2 separate regions of the Sus scrofa genome follow, and region 2 is linked to region 1. The links are chromatin contacts, called in public Hi-C maps. All regions are on one chromosome and are shown on one strand. The core of a region is the stretch at or near the end of the contact, and the rest is flanking DNA. Distances in the headings are between cores, read along the strand shown.

The links. Hi-C and Micro-C count contacts between places; a contact is called where the count stands out from the background.
Region 2: a contact with region 1 is called in a Hi-C map of liver, with 1.6 times the contacts expected there. The contact joins the promoter of LOC106504991 here to the enhancer-like site in region 1. A contact is called at or near these places in 1 of 5 promoter capture datasets (liver), 14 of 47 Hi-C or Micro-C datasets (alveolar macrophages, embryonic fibroblasts, epiblast stem cells and 8 more) and 2 of 2 datasets of contacts at active chromatin or transcription factors (alveolar macrophages and skeletal muscle).

The regions. Positions count from the first base shown.
Region 1 is chr9:104,857,409-104,864,404 of Sscrofa11.1, forward strand. It overlaps LOC110262248 (a long non-coding RNA gene), which reads left to right and starts at 724. Exons shown (of 2, transcript XR_002347081.1): 1 at 724-1,057; 2 at 3,928-5,194. Within about 2 kb of position 4,618, at least 60 of the 83 cell types and tissues checked have an H3K27ac peak or open chromatin away from gene starts, as enhancers often do. A contact at or near this core is called in alveolar macrophages, liver, mesenteric adipose tissue and 3 more, where this site is marked.
Region 2 is chr9:104,909,138-104,916,133 of Sscrofa11.1, forward strand. It overlaps LOC106504991, which reads right to left and starts at 3,668. Exons shown (of 3, transcript XM_013979822.2): 1 at 3,363-3,668; 2 at 2,434-3,057. The coding sequence starts at 3,668. The region is part of intron 1 of KMT2E (histone-lysine N-methyltransferase 2E); the gene reads left to right.

The DNA.
Region 1 (6,996 bases), core at 3,368-5,867:
TCCTGAACCCTCCTTACCCAAAATATGCCCTCCCACCCTGGGGAGCCCACCAGACACGCTACATATATTAGGATTGATTGGATATAATTAGGTTAGCTAAGTGGAAGGGCTCCCCAGGAGCAGACAGGAAAACTGAGGCATGATGGGCCACACATTCAGTCTGGCTGCTGGCAGGAAACAGATGCCAGAGCTTCTGCCCCTCAGAGTCAGTCCCATAACCTCCCACAGTGAAGGCAGCAGGCAGGGAAAATCAAGAGCAAAAGCAATGAGCTGGGGAGGAAGCCAGTGCCTGAGAGCCAGAGCCATGGAACAGCCACACCACTATCCAATAGCGAACATGCCACTGTAGGTACCAGGCCCACTCTGCCCACATGGCCACATGTGGTTACTGGACACCTGAAATGTGGCTAGTCCTCCAACTGAGTTATGTGGTAAGAGTGAAATACACATCAGACTTGGAAGGAAGTATGGGGGAAAAAATGAAATATAACATTGATATTTTAAAAGTACTGATTATGGGAGTTCCCGCTGTGGCACAATGGGATCCATGGCATCTCTGGAGCACTGGGACAAAGGTTCCATCCCTGGCCCAGACAGTGGGTTAAGGAGCTGGTGTTGCCATAGCTGTGGTATAGGTTGCAACTGTGGCTCGAATCGGATCCCTGCCCCAGGAACTCCATATGCCAAAAGGTGGCAAAAAAAAAAAAAATACTACTATGTGCAAGTGGATACTATGTGTATATATTGTGCTAAATAGATTCTATTACTAAAATTAATTCACTTATACTTTTTTGCCTTTTTTAATACGGTGACTAGAAATGTTTATAAATTACACATGGGTTTCAAATTCATATTTCTCTTGGGGGAACTGCTCTAAACACAGCATGGTGCCGAATCTTTAGCACAACCCAAGTGGGGTGGTGCGATTCTCATTTCCATTTCTTAACCTCTCAAGCTTTGAGAGGTTAAGAAACTGGCCCAAAGACACACAACCAGTAAGAAGAGAAAACCAAAACCAAGGGAGTGCAAGAGTGGCAGCAGAGAGACCTGTAAGGAGGTAAGAGAGGAGGGGGCTTGAACCAGGATGGTGGCAGGAGATAGAGAAAAATGAGCAGAACGATACCCATTCTTAGGTAGAAATACTTGCCATGGGTTGTGTGGGAGGGGCAGCGAGGAGGAGGAGGAAAGGATGACTCCAGGTGTCTGGCCTGAGGCACAGGAGCATTTGGGGTCACAGAGCCTGAGTGACACAGGGAAAGTGGCATGAATGTAAGGTTCGATCCCAGCTTCTCTGCTGATGGACAGTCTTATGCAGAAGTCCTTAGATCACCTCTCAGGACTTAATTTCCTCAGCTGGAAAACAGGAATCAAAGAGCCTCTCATACCAGTACTGTCATGAAAAAGAAACAGGATGATGTATATAAAAGTGCTGCCTAAGCGTTTGTTGGTTACTTGTTTAAAAAGAGAGAGAGAGAGGTTTCAGGAACCTGCAACATTCCTATCCATCCTTCTCCTGTCATTTCCCAGGCTACTCAATCAATGATTAGCTCCCAGGCCACCTCCCCTGGGAAGCACATCAAAGAGAGCACCAGGGGAATGAATGGTTTCTCTCTCCCAGGGAGGCTGCCTAACCAGGGTCACAGCCCCTTTCTCACCAGAGGAGCTGGGCCAGGGCCACAAAGCCAAGCAAACTCCCACAGTGTCAGGTCAGCCCTGGGCAGAGATCCAAGAGGCGGGGCTGACCTGGGCTCCTCTTCACAGCCCACGAGGGTCAGGATCACTGGTGCACAGGCCCACAGATGTGCAGGGGCGAGCTCCCCCGTCTCAAAGATTGTCCTCACTGGGCCAGGATAGAGCCCTCCCAGTCCTGTTCAGTGCCACTCTATTCTATGAGAACCCCACGCCCTGGAGTTGTGCAGCCAGACCTCTGTGAATTAAAGCCAAGTTCTGGCTGCCTTCTCTAGTCCTGTGAAGCCCAGGGCTTCTCTAGTCCTATGAAACAGATGAAGGGTGTTTTGAGAGCTCTTTCCATCCCTTTCTATAATCCCTGGCAGAAGCCTGCCCCGAGTTCTGCTCTTCCACGTTGCAGCTGCAGCTGGAAAGAGCTCTGAATTGAATGAAGGGCTCTTCCACCATCCTGTCCCTGGCCTCTAGCATGACTTTGGTACATAAAGCTGATGTTCTTACCTGTCGTCCCCATTAGATTGGGCAGGGTACACCCTACTCTTTCTTTTTTGTTTTGTTTTTTTTTTGTTTTTCAGGGCCACACCTGTGGCATATGGAAGTTACCAGGCTAGGGGTTGAATCAGAGCTACAGCTGCCAGCCTACACCACAGTCACAGCAACGTGGAATCCAAGCTGTGCCTGCGGCCTACACCACAGCTCATGGCAACGCTGGATCCCCAACCCACTGAGTGAGGCCAGGGATCGAACCCGCACCCTCAAGCGTATGAGTCGGATTTCTTTCCACTGAGCCACAAGAGACGCTCCACCCTACTCTTTCTGATGTGTGGTGCTTAGTAAATGTTTGTTGAAAGAATGAATAAGTCCATCACGGCTAAGAGCTCTGCCAATAATCATTTCCCACAGAGATGGTTGTATTATAATGGCAGGTTCTTTAAAAACCAAGACAACTTTAAGAGCCAAAGGATCGACCACTCTATTGTGGGTGTACCCAACATGACCTTAGCAAAAAGGAGCCTTTTCCGTCCTTCTCAGATGATACCAAGTGGGCAACAGCCTACTGCCAAGGCTTACCACAGCCTCCCTGTGGAAGGTTTCAGATGGGCTGGATGGGGGCTCTTGCAGGGCACTTTTCCAGCTGTATTCCCTGGCAGAGTTCTCTGTGACAAGGCTGACTTTTCTCACCCACCTTCAATAGCAAGGCCTGGGTTATCTGGGCCACACTTTCCACATCTTCCGAAGGGCCCCCACCTCCTGATTAATTGTCACGGGGCTTTTCCACGGCTCCTCTTTCTGAATGTTAGTGAACAATATCATTTCTCAGCTGGGTGGAGTCTAGAGTGAGGTGACTGAGGCACTTGCCTCAGGGGTAAAATTGAAGGGGGGGGGCACCAAAAAGTTAGTAATTAAGATCAACAGTATTTTAATGTAAAGAATCAAAACAAATGCAAAAGAATCCATGAAGAACAAAAAATGTAAAGATGACGTTAAATATTATTTATCTGAATTACTGTGGTTTTGGGCGCCCCTTTAAACTGCATGCTGAGAGGAAAGTGCCTCACTCAGTCCGCACCAGTTTCAGTCTATCAAGAGTGGCCTGTGCTAACCTCAGCTCCATCTCTAACTGCTGCTGGCTTTAGCACAGACTTTAACCCACCCGAACGAGATGGGTAGGATGGGGATTGGCCTGGGGCCCTTTTACCTCTTTCAGAAAGCCATGCAAACAAATAGGCGGGGGGCCAAGTCTATTGTTCCAAAGTTTCCACCGGCTGCTAATGGCTCTTGGGTTCTGTGGTCTGGTGATCAGAGGGGTAAAGGTTTCTGAACAACTCAAGGCCTTTGATATGGTTGCCAACGCCCGCATTTTTTCATTCTGGGAACAATGCCACTGAGGGCCACAGCTGCCCTCCCCCACCTAAGTGAGGAAGTGTCTGCTGGTCATGGGTGGAGGCAGGTCCTGTGAGGGCAAGGGTCAGAAGGACAGAGGAGCCTTTCTTGCCCTGGCTGCCGGGTCTTTTCCCTCTGGTACCCACCGACCACTCCACCCTTTTTGCACTTTCAAAACCTGTACTTGTCTTATTCCTCTGTCCCCCTTGGCCAAAGAAAACACACGTCTCTGATCCGCCCCTTGGAGAAGCTGTCCCCCGGACTTCACAGTGTTTCAAGATTTCCTTTACGTGGGTTCAGAACCTGGCCCTGGCTCTGTCCTGAAGTCCTGACCCCACCGACGTTTCTTTTTTTCAGAAAATGCATGAGGGAGTGAGCTGTCTTGTTATGGAAGCAGAGGGCCACAACCTCAAGGTCCCCTAATGATGCCGTCTGAGGAACTGGGGCATCACATTCATCCACCAAATCCTTTTAGGGGAGGCACTTTGTGGGGATGCCCCCCCCAGGAGAGGAGGTATCTGGGCTAATTTGACTACTGTTTTGGAGGAACGCAGGTGAACCCAGAGGTAGTTTCCACTACGCAAAATGTTTTTTCCACTTCCTGTTCTTTGCTATTTTGCTTTCTTCCGGTGTTAAACCACAGAGTTTCAGAATCAGATGAAACTTAGCGTGAAGGCCGGCCACATGGTCTCCAGCCCCCAGAACCTGGTGACTCAACTAGATTTCATGAGGCCAATCAAAGGACAGGCTTTTGCAATGACAGGACTCCCTGTCCTGAATGAGGCTCTGAGAGTAAGTTTGGATTTCTTGAGAATTTTCTTCTGAAGGCTGACCTGACGGATATTGCATTTCTTCTGGGAAAGGGTCAGAGGATTTTCGCTTCAGCCCCTGCAACTCCCTGGAATGACTCGGGGGGTTTCTTTCACCAACATCTGGCCTCACAATCATCACTGTGAGGAAGGAAGGAAACGCAGCAGAGTTGCTGGACCTGGGAGAGCCCCTTCAACGACAGCAGATCACACTCTTGGAACCGGAAGTGTGGGCGTGTGTTATGTTGCTGCGCAACCAAAGGCAACGAAGCAGCAAACCTCAGAAGGCAGAGCCCACTACCGAGGGGGAGTTTCGAGCATGTCGGGTCCCCCAGAGGCTGGGCCTAGCTCAATCAAGGGAAAAGTCAGCATCCAAAAGTCCTTAATGACGCAGAGGAAGCCAGGGGAAAAAGTCACTGGCAAGTCATCACTGACTCACAGAACGTCTGAGAAGAAATGAGCTGCGACCCGCAGCCACGCGAACCCCTCGCTTTCCCGATAAAAAGGAACCGGAAGCCGGAAAGTAATGGATCGGGGCCCTACTGCCAGGTCAGAGCCAGAACCACCGCCCTCCCGGCCTCCGCTTCGTTCTGCATTAACAGTTTGCAAACTCTCTGTCACGTGCTTTAGTTTCATCTGATCCTGAACTGAGAGCAAATATTTGTCTTTCAAGGGAGAGGCCAAAGGAGGACTGCTTCCTTTCCTCCTCGGAGAGGAGAAGAATACTTTTCTAATGCAAGTCTTATTAGGATTAAACGAGTTAATCGTTTTTGGGGATTCAAGAGAATATAATAAAGGCCATCCCTCCTCTCTTACAAAGCTCTGGGTAATTACGGAATGGTCATGAAGAAATCAAACAAACGGCATGAAAATGTCAGCTTTATCACTGATAGCTCTTATATTGGAGTCAGTGGTTCTATATGTGTGGGTAAGTGAACTCCAGGATTATATCCAGACGGGCTACCCCCCAGGCTGAGATGGGGTGGGGGCTCCCAGTTATGGATTGTCCCTGTAAACCACTGCATCATGGGAGGACAGTGCCAGGAGCAGCTCTGGAGGAGGCTTGCTGCCAAGAGAAAGAAGAGAGAAGCTGAGCTGTGTATTTGGGGTTCCTACCCCCATACTCACCACTGAGAAGCTGCTTCCCCCAACCTGTCCCAGCCTCTTGCCCCTTCTGCCTCCTAGGGAGGAGTGAGTCAAGGAAAAAGGAGAGGTCAGGAGTTTCCGTCGTGGCTCAGAGGTTAACGAACACGACTAGGAACCATGAGGTTGCGGGTTCGATCCCTGGCCTTGCTCAGTGGGTTAACGATCCAGCATTGCCGTGAGCTGTGGTGTAGGTTACAGACGCGGCTCGGATCCGAGTTTCTGTGGCTGTGGCATAGCCCGGTGGCTACAGCTCTGATTCTACCCCTAGCCTGGGAACCTCCATATACTGAGAAAGTGGCCCAGGAAAATGGCAAAAGAACAAAAAAAAAAAAAAAAAAAAAAAAAAAGGAGAGGTCAGGAATCTTAGGCCAGGGGAGTTTCCGTCATGGCACAGACTCCAACTAGGAACCATGAGGTTGCGGGTTCGATCCCTGGCCTTGCTCAGCGGGTTAAGGATCCGGCGTTGCCGTGAGCTGTGGGGTAGGTCGCAGATGTGGCTGGGATCTGGCATTGCTGTGGCTTTGGCGTAGGCCAGCAGCTGTAGCTCTGATTCGACCCCTAGCCTATGCCACGAGTGCGGCCCTAAAAAGCCAAACAAATAAGAAAAAAAGTAAAGAAAGAAAGAAATCTTATGCCAGAAGAGCTTCCTTTGTGTGGAAGGAAACATCAGGGGTAAGGAAGAATTTTTTTTTCCCACCCTAATAAAGTGTAAACACTTAGTTCTTGGTACAATAATAAGTGCTTAATAAAAGTTATCTGCTGCTGGAGTTCCTGCCGTGGCTCAGTGGTTAACGAACCCGACTAGGAACCATGAAGTTGTGGGTTCAATCCCTGGCCTTGCCCAGTGGGTTAAGGATCCGGCATTGCTGTGAGCTGTGGTGTAGGTTGCAGACGCAGCTCAGATCCCGAGTCGATGTGGCTCTGGCGTAGGCCAGCGGCTACATCTCTGATTAGACCCCCAGGCTAGGAACCTCCATGTGCTGTGGGAGCGGCCCTAGAAAAGACAAAAAGACAAACAAACAAACAAAAAAGTTATCTGTTACTATTATTATTCTGGCCGTGGCCTATTACTCCTATCAGAGACTGCCTGGCCTTCAACGATGGGACTTCTCTAATTGTGTCTGCCCTTAGATGTGTGACCCCCAGCATCTTACTTAACATCCCTAAACCTCAATGTCCTCCTCTATAATAATAATAGTACCTGCCCTATACCTGGAGGGACCACATGATGTAAGTGGAGAGGACTTAGCATGACGCCTAGAGCATAGTAAATATTCAGTAAATGGTGATTGTTACTGTTATAAAAAGAACTTGGGGGTCCAGAGAAAAATAAACAGAAAGTTAAGGCAGACATTATTGGAGTTCCCAGGTTAAGGTTCCTGCATTGTCTCTGTGGTGTTTTGGGTTCCATCCCCTGCCCTGGTGCAGTGGATTAAAGATCCAGCTATAGCGTAGGTTGCAGCTGCAGCTT
Region 2 (6,996 bases), core at 2,418-4,917, 51 kb after region 1:
CTTTTAAAATCATTTGCACTCAATCTTGTTTTATTTCTACCAATTCTACAACGAAGACTAAAGCAAACAGCACAACCTTAACTCCAGATTAAACTCATCTTTTCAGGTCCAACAAACATTTCCTCCTAGCACTAAATGTAGGTTTTCAGTCAAAAATTGTCAGGTTTTAGATGCAAAAGTCTTTGCTGATTAACCCCCAGCTCTCAACACCACCCAAGGAGCAAAGCTCTTTTAAATCTTCTCTGGTTAATAGCTACTAATAGCCAAGTGGGAAGAGTCAAAACAATATTAGTCTTTCTTACTGAATATGTCAAAATAGAACATAAGAACTTTTGAGATGCTGGAGATCTTCACTTTTACAAGGTTCCAAACACTAAAACTCATTTAAAAAAAATGATTTAAAGAGGTAGGTTTAATATTTCATAATGGTTCAGGAATCTTAATGAATAACATTTACCAAAAGTGATCACAATTTCATCTTTTATTTTTAAAAACGATAGTAAGAGGGCAACAACAACAAAAAACGGAACACTAAGTATTGAAAACAGCCTCACAACTACACACAGATAACACTAGCAACTTTTATTCTGTATTACTAATCACGTCTAAATTAAAAAACAAATCCACTGATAAGATTAACATTCTTGTAGGATATACAGAGTAGAAACGGGAAGAAAGTTAAGACGGAAGGAATAGGAAGTATGAAAATGGCCTTCAAAATTCAGATATATACTCCTTGGTTTCTTGTAGCTTTTAGATTATTGAAAAGTGTTCCCGGGTGTTACCTCGCCTTATACGCGTACTTCGAAACTTAGGGAATATCACACTATTTGGATCTGAAATTTAGGTTTTCTCAAAAAACACTCGATACTCCTCCATTCTGTGGCCCAGGAACCAGACTCTCCTTTCTACTCAGTCCAGTGGCCTTTCGGACTCACGGTGGATTTCGACTCCCACATCGGGGACCTGCCATCTTACGTAAGTATACTTCGCAAGGAGAAAGGCAGAGAAGAAAATAGGGCGCCAAACCTTTCCCTCCACCACCAGCCATCACACCCCAGGAGGAGCGTCCCTCCGGGGGCTTTCCCCAGGAGCCACAGCGGCTAAGCAGTATGGGGGAGGGGAAGCGCTCTCAAACAGCCATCTCTTCCTCTTCAGGCCGCCAACGTCGACCGCACCACAGTCTCCTCCGCCCCAGCCCTTTCCCCTCCCCCGCCCCGGCCTGGGTCTGAGCCAAACCCCACAGGAATGCAGCCCGGTCACATGCGCTGCGGCGGCGGTGGACGTGCCTCTCCCCCCGCGCCCCAAGGAGACCCAGCGCCATCTTGCCCTGACGCAGTTACAAAAGTCATGGGAGAATTTGTGTCTCCTCGTCCGCGCCAGCGCCCCAAAGATCCGCAGAGGCCGAGCCGGGGCCCTCACCTCGCGCAAGGACAGGAGAAAACAGGGAAGAGCCTTGAGATTCCCCTCGCCACTGCTTGTGCTCCATACCGGCCGCGGCGACAACGACCACCATCGTCACCTCTCCCTCTGCCTGTGCAACAGCCTCCCCCGAAGGCTCTGGCCCCACCCGCTGCTGCAGCATGAGGTCATCGCGAACCAATCACTAGGCGCACGACAGACACATCAGGCACTGATTGGCTGCGTGGACCGCCTCTGCCTCTCCCCACTCCGCTTACTAGGCGCTCAGGGTCGCTGGGTAGCGAGAAGACAGAAAGCGCCATTTCGGGGAGAGACCCCCGAAAACAAGAACCGGAATCACCGTGTCATTTTAGTTTGGGGAAACCATTTATTCTTTGGCCTCCCCTTTTTCTTCGAGATAACCGTCTCTCTGTCCCTCCCTTATTTAATCACCGCCACATAAAGGAATTCCCGCTCCCCTCCCCGCACACAGTCCCGCCGGCGGGGAAATCCTTCCCCGGGGCCAAAGAAGTAGGAGGCAGCAACGGCAACTGCACCGACGGCAATGGCAGCTTTTTACCCCGATACACCGTGGCAGGGAGGCGGCGCTGACGGTGGCTGTATTTTTCCTGCTGCTTCTCCCCCCGACCTCTTCCGTTTCTTGCTCCTCCATCGAGACGGCGCTGGACTCGCCAGCTCCGCTTTTATCCGGTGCTCGGAGCCTGCGCACTGGAGCTTCCTCAGCCCCTAGTGGGCGTCGAGTGACACCCCAACTGAGTTCATCCAGCGCTGGAGGCTAGACTTGGGAGGGGGAGGGGAAGGCTGGGACAGAGGTGGTTTGGGGAGTGGGAGAGAGCGCATCCTTTTGGGAGGACGAAGGGAGAGGGAAGGGTCTTTCCCAAGGCCTAGGATCAGTATCCTTCCACCCAGTAGTGGCGCGCGCGCGCGAGCTCACCGATATCCAGACTTGAGGGCTACTCAGGGAAAAGGGATAAAGAACCAATCCCACCAAATTCCGAAACTTCCCCAAACCTTCAGTGAATTGTTGAATGCATCTGTTGTGAAACAGACGGAGACTCTGTCCACCTCTCTGCCTCCAGTTGGCCGTCTTCGAGCCTCCCTGGAGAGGCAACGGCGGGCAGCAGCCCACAAGCAAAATGGCGGCAGGCAGCTTCGTCCCCTCCCCCTCTGCCCCTGCGGAGCGGGGCGGGCGGGCCCCGTGCACTTGCCGCCGCCGCGGCCGCCGCCGCCGCCGCCGCCGCGGCCGCCGCCGCCGTCGCCGCCATTTTCCCAGAGCGAGCGGCAGTGACACTGAGCGGGCGCAGGGGGCCGAGTCGGAGACCGTGCCGGAGTCGGGAGCGGCAACAGAGGGGGCATAGACACTCTGAGCAGCCTCGCCGTCGCCTCTGCGTTCCTGCTGACTGCTTCGGTGCCCCCTCCCCTACTCCTCGGTTGCTGGTGAAGAGGCTTCGCGCTGCTGTTTGGGGAGGGGTGTGTGGAGCCGGGTCCTGTGTCCGCAGTGGCTGCTATCGGGGGGTCGCCTGACCGCGGAGGTGTGGAGAGACTCCTTGGGGGTCGAGCACATAACGGGGTTCGGGTGTCTGGTGTGTGAACATCGCAGGTCAGTGCCTGTCGTCTCCTTGGGAGTTCATGGGGCTTGCGGGATGGAGAGACGTGTGTTTCCAGGGGGAGGGGGCTTTCTCATCTTTATCCTTCCGGGGGGGCGGGGGGGAATCGACGTTGGCTCTCAGGTGTCTTGGCGGGGGCAAGACGTTGCTCGTTTGAATCGAATTTATTCTTTTTCCTCCCTGTCCCTAGAAAGGGAGCATTATGGCGGGTTTTAGGGTTGGGGAAGGGGGAAACTGGCAGTTAAACCCCCTAGAGAGTGGGAGTTAGGGAGGGGGCGCACTCCTCGCCGGCAGCGGGTTAGGGCCGCTTGGGTGAGGAGGGAGGCTTCTGACTGTTAGTGGGGTTTGTGCTCGAAGAGGTCCCAGGAGCTGCCAGCTCTCCCTTTCCTCTGCCGCATCTTGTTCAGGTGCTGGGAACCCGTATAGGCCCCATTTTCTTCTGCTACTTCCATTCTTGCCGGGCAGTCTGTGGCTTAATTTTCTCATAAATGCAAAGGGGGTGGAAAGAACGCCCTGGGTCTCTCCCTTTGTGGGAGAACGAGACCGCTCCTCATCTTCCCCGGGAGAGGGTAAACCCGCCCCTGAGGTGGTCACCCCAGTACCCAGCCTTCTCAGTCTCCTCCCCCACTCCTCTTGCATTATCGCCGTCCTTTACTGTACCGGAGGCTTAGAAGCCACAATATGGCACATTTCAGGAAAGCTGATTTTGACCAAGGGATTGGCACAAACACTGTGGCAGCAGGCACAGAAGAGAAACAAACGGTTCACTGTGCTAAACGGGGGAGGGGGAGAGAGAAAACAATCCGGAGGGCTCTCTTCCACCGGCCTCCGTTCGGTAGAGATCCGTTCTTGCCAGACTCTGTCTCAAGAACGATACAGTTTAAAGTCGAAGGGAAATCGCTGGAGTTAGCTTTAGAGTAAACCCCGTTTTGCCCATTTCCCCCCCTTTTTAGAGATGTGAATAGCGTAAGGTATTTGGAGTTCTGGAGACCTTGGAGAGAATTAAGTGAGGTGCATTCAACTCTGGACTGGAGACATCAGTACCTAATTGGCAGACAGTCCGTTTTTTCCTTGAATCTCAGAGATGGGCAGTAAAAAGTGAAATTTCCCTCTTTTGTCCTTTACAGATTCTAAAAATGGCGGCCCCAGGCTGATGTTGTGGTAATCTAATCAGCTCGGGTCCTCCACACCCCATGCAGTGCGTTTGTCTGCAGCATATTACAGGCTTATTATGTTTACATGAAAAGACTGGTTTTTGTTTTTTTTTTTCTTCCCCAATCCGTTTACACAAGTGTGTTGATTTTACTGCAAATTACAATGCTGTGTTTTAGTTGATTAATTTTATGGGTTTTTCCTGAGAGGCAAATGAAATGACACCACTTTTGAAAAAAATAAAAACACTCAGGTAGCCTTAGAAATTTCAGTAATGAGGCTGGGTGTTCTTGAATATTTTTAAAAAAATTATTTGGGGACAAAAAACAGTTTCTGTTTGGTTTAGCCCAAGCGTCTATTATTCAGTAACAAAGTAAATTAAAATATTTAGCAAGTGTAAAGTATTACACTATTTTGTATGATTAAACGTTTTAATCTGGAGTGGAACGTTTCCCATCCAACTCTTGACCAGTTTTTTGAATTTTGGTTTTTGTACTCTTTGAGTTTAATTTTTAGGGAGCTGTACAAACAAGCCTAAACCTGTTACTTCACTGGGTGTGGAGATACTTGTTCTCACTATTATATTTTGCATCCATTTTTCCCATATATTAAAGCATTCCTTAGGAATTCCTTAGATTAATTAATTGTGAATTTGATAAAGTGGAGTTCCATGCTTTGTTGCCCTTTGAAATTGTCTTCTAGCATGCTGTCAGAATTCTGTAAGTAAAAAAGTGAGGCTGTAGTTCTTAATTTTTTTTCCTTCCCAAACATGCCCATTTATCCCACCTGTTATGGGATGTGGGATTTAGTCTGTTTTAGTAGACTTTAAATTAAAACCATATCAATAATAGGGTCTTGAATCCATTTTGTGCTTATATCAGAATCTTACAGATTGGGGCAGAAAATTAAATGGTGTCATTTAACTTTATTTTAAAAAGTGTGAATGATTAGAATTCATCTCTGTGGTGGGAGGTCAGTCTTTCTGACCTGAACTAAGCAGTGAGATATGAGTGGGCCATTAATGGCAGTTAATGACTATTCTGATTGTGTACCAACTGTAAAACAAGTGCCTTTCAATCCAATAGTACTTAAAAAGGTTGGAGAGGGTACACCCTTTCATGATTCTCTTATTCCACTGTAAATTCTGTTCTAAAATATTTACAGTGGAATAAAAGAATCATGAAGTTCATATATGAGTTAAATTAACTAAAAATTTCTAATTTACAAAATAATTGTAGAAATTACTGGCTTAGGAAGTTTCATCATGTAAGACTGAGTACATAACCTTACTTAGAATCTTTGAAATTATTAAGTTGAAATGTTGGTGGGTAGGGGGAGAGTTTGGGTAGGGATTTGGGGTCCATACTCATTTTTATCATCCTCTGAGTGAGCATGTAATCCAGATCCTTAACTGCTGATGTAAAGGTGGTACATTTGTTTTATAGACTAAGTGGTTAAGATCTGTGTTTCAAAAGGTTGGAACTTTAAACTTACGACCTAATGTAGAAAATCATGATACTCTTAGGAAAATTTAGTGTATTGTAGTCATACTTAGAGTCATACAGTCAGCACTGTCTGTACCCATGTTTGTGTTGATAGTGACCTTGATCAAGTCTAGACACATAAGGCATTTGGATTTATTTGGCTCAGACACATAGTATCAAGCTAGAAATTATAAGAGAAGCTGCTTTCACTCCTAGGAGCTTTCTTCATACTGGCCTGGTTCATTGCTTTGAGGTTTGTTTCTTTTTGTTTGTTTTGATGTTTTGGTTCCTATGAGACTGGCTTTTTATTTATTTTTTGGATATTGTACTGTGTAATTAACATTGCTATAAATACTCAGTTTTTATTCATCTATACTCCAATTGACTATGTTTTGGATTGTCACGGCAAATTTATTAAACGGTGAGGCATAATTTTTGTTCCCAGAGAGTTTTGAAACATTTGGCCCCTTGGGGCAAAACTAGTCAAATAGTCTTTGCTCTTAGGATAGCTGAGTTTGAGAGATTAGTTGTTTATCTGTTTAAGTGGATTTGTAGAAAATCGTAATGTAATTGGAGAGCAAATTTTACTTTCAGAGACCACATTTTGATCATGCTTCCCTTTTGTTGTCAGTATAAGTTAGAGGATCCCTTTGATCTCAGTTTAGGTTTAGAACCTTTTCTTTACAGGGCCTCTCGTTTCTCTTCAACTCCAGGCCTCTGATAACTAGGTCTTCTTCAATTTTGGCTTGTCTGTTTTCCTCACAGCTTTGAGCCAGAGAATTTTTACCATATATACCACAGTAAACTCTGGGATTTTTTTGAACTTAAAAATGAAGTGAGGTGATAAGCCAATTAATAAGTTAGGAGAAACTCTTTCCCTCAGTACATACTTTAGTGGTCTTACTGAAATTATAATTTCATAAATTGGTTTCTTATTTCTAAAAATAATGCATCCATTTTATGCATAAAGTTCTCGAAGAAACTTTTGGTTTTAGTTTTTTAAAGTGTATTATGTAAATCCCTACAGTTCTGCTTTTCTGAAAGTTACTTTGGGGACTTAGGATGCGCCATTACCATTGTGTGTTTAAAGTAGTGAATGAGGAGTTCCTGTCATGGCACAGCAGAAACGAATCCAACTAGGAACCCTGAGGTTTCAGGTTTGATCCCTGGCCTCCGTCAGTGGATTAAGGATCTGGCGTTGCTGTGAGCTGTGGTGTAGGCCAATAGCTGTAGCTCCGATTAGACCTATGGCCTGGGAAACTCCATGTGCCTTAGGTACAGACCTAAAAGAAAAAAATAAATAAGTGGTGAATGAAACCAACAGGACTTTG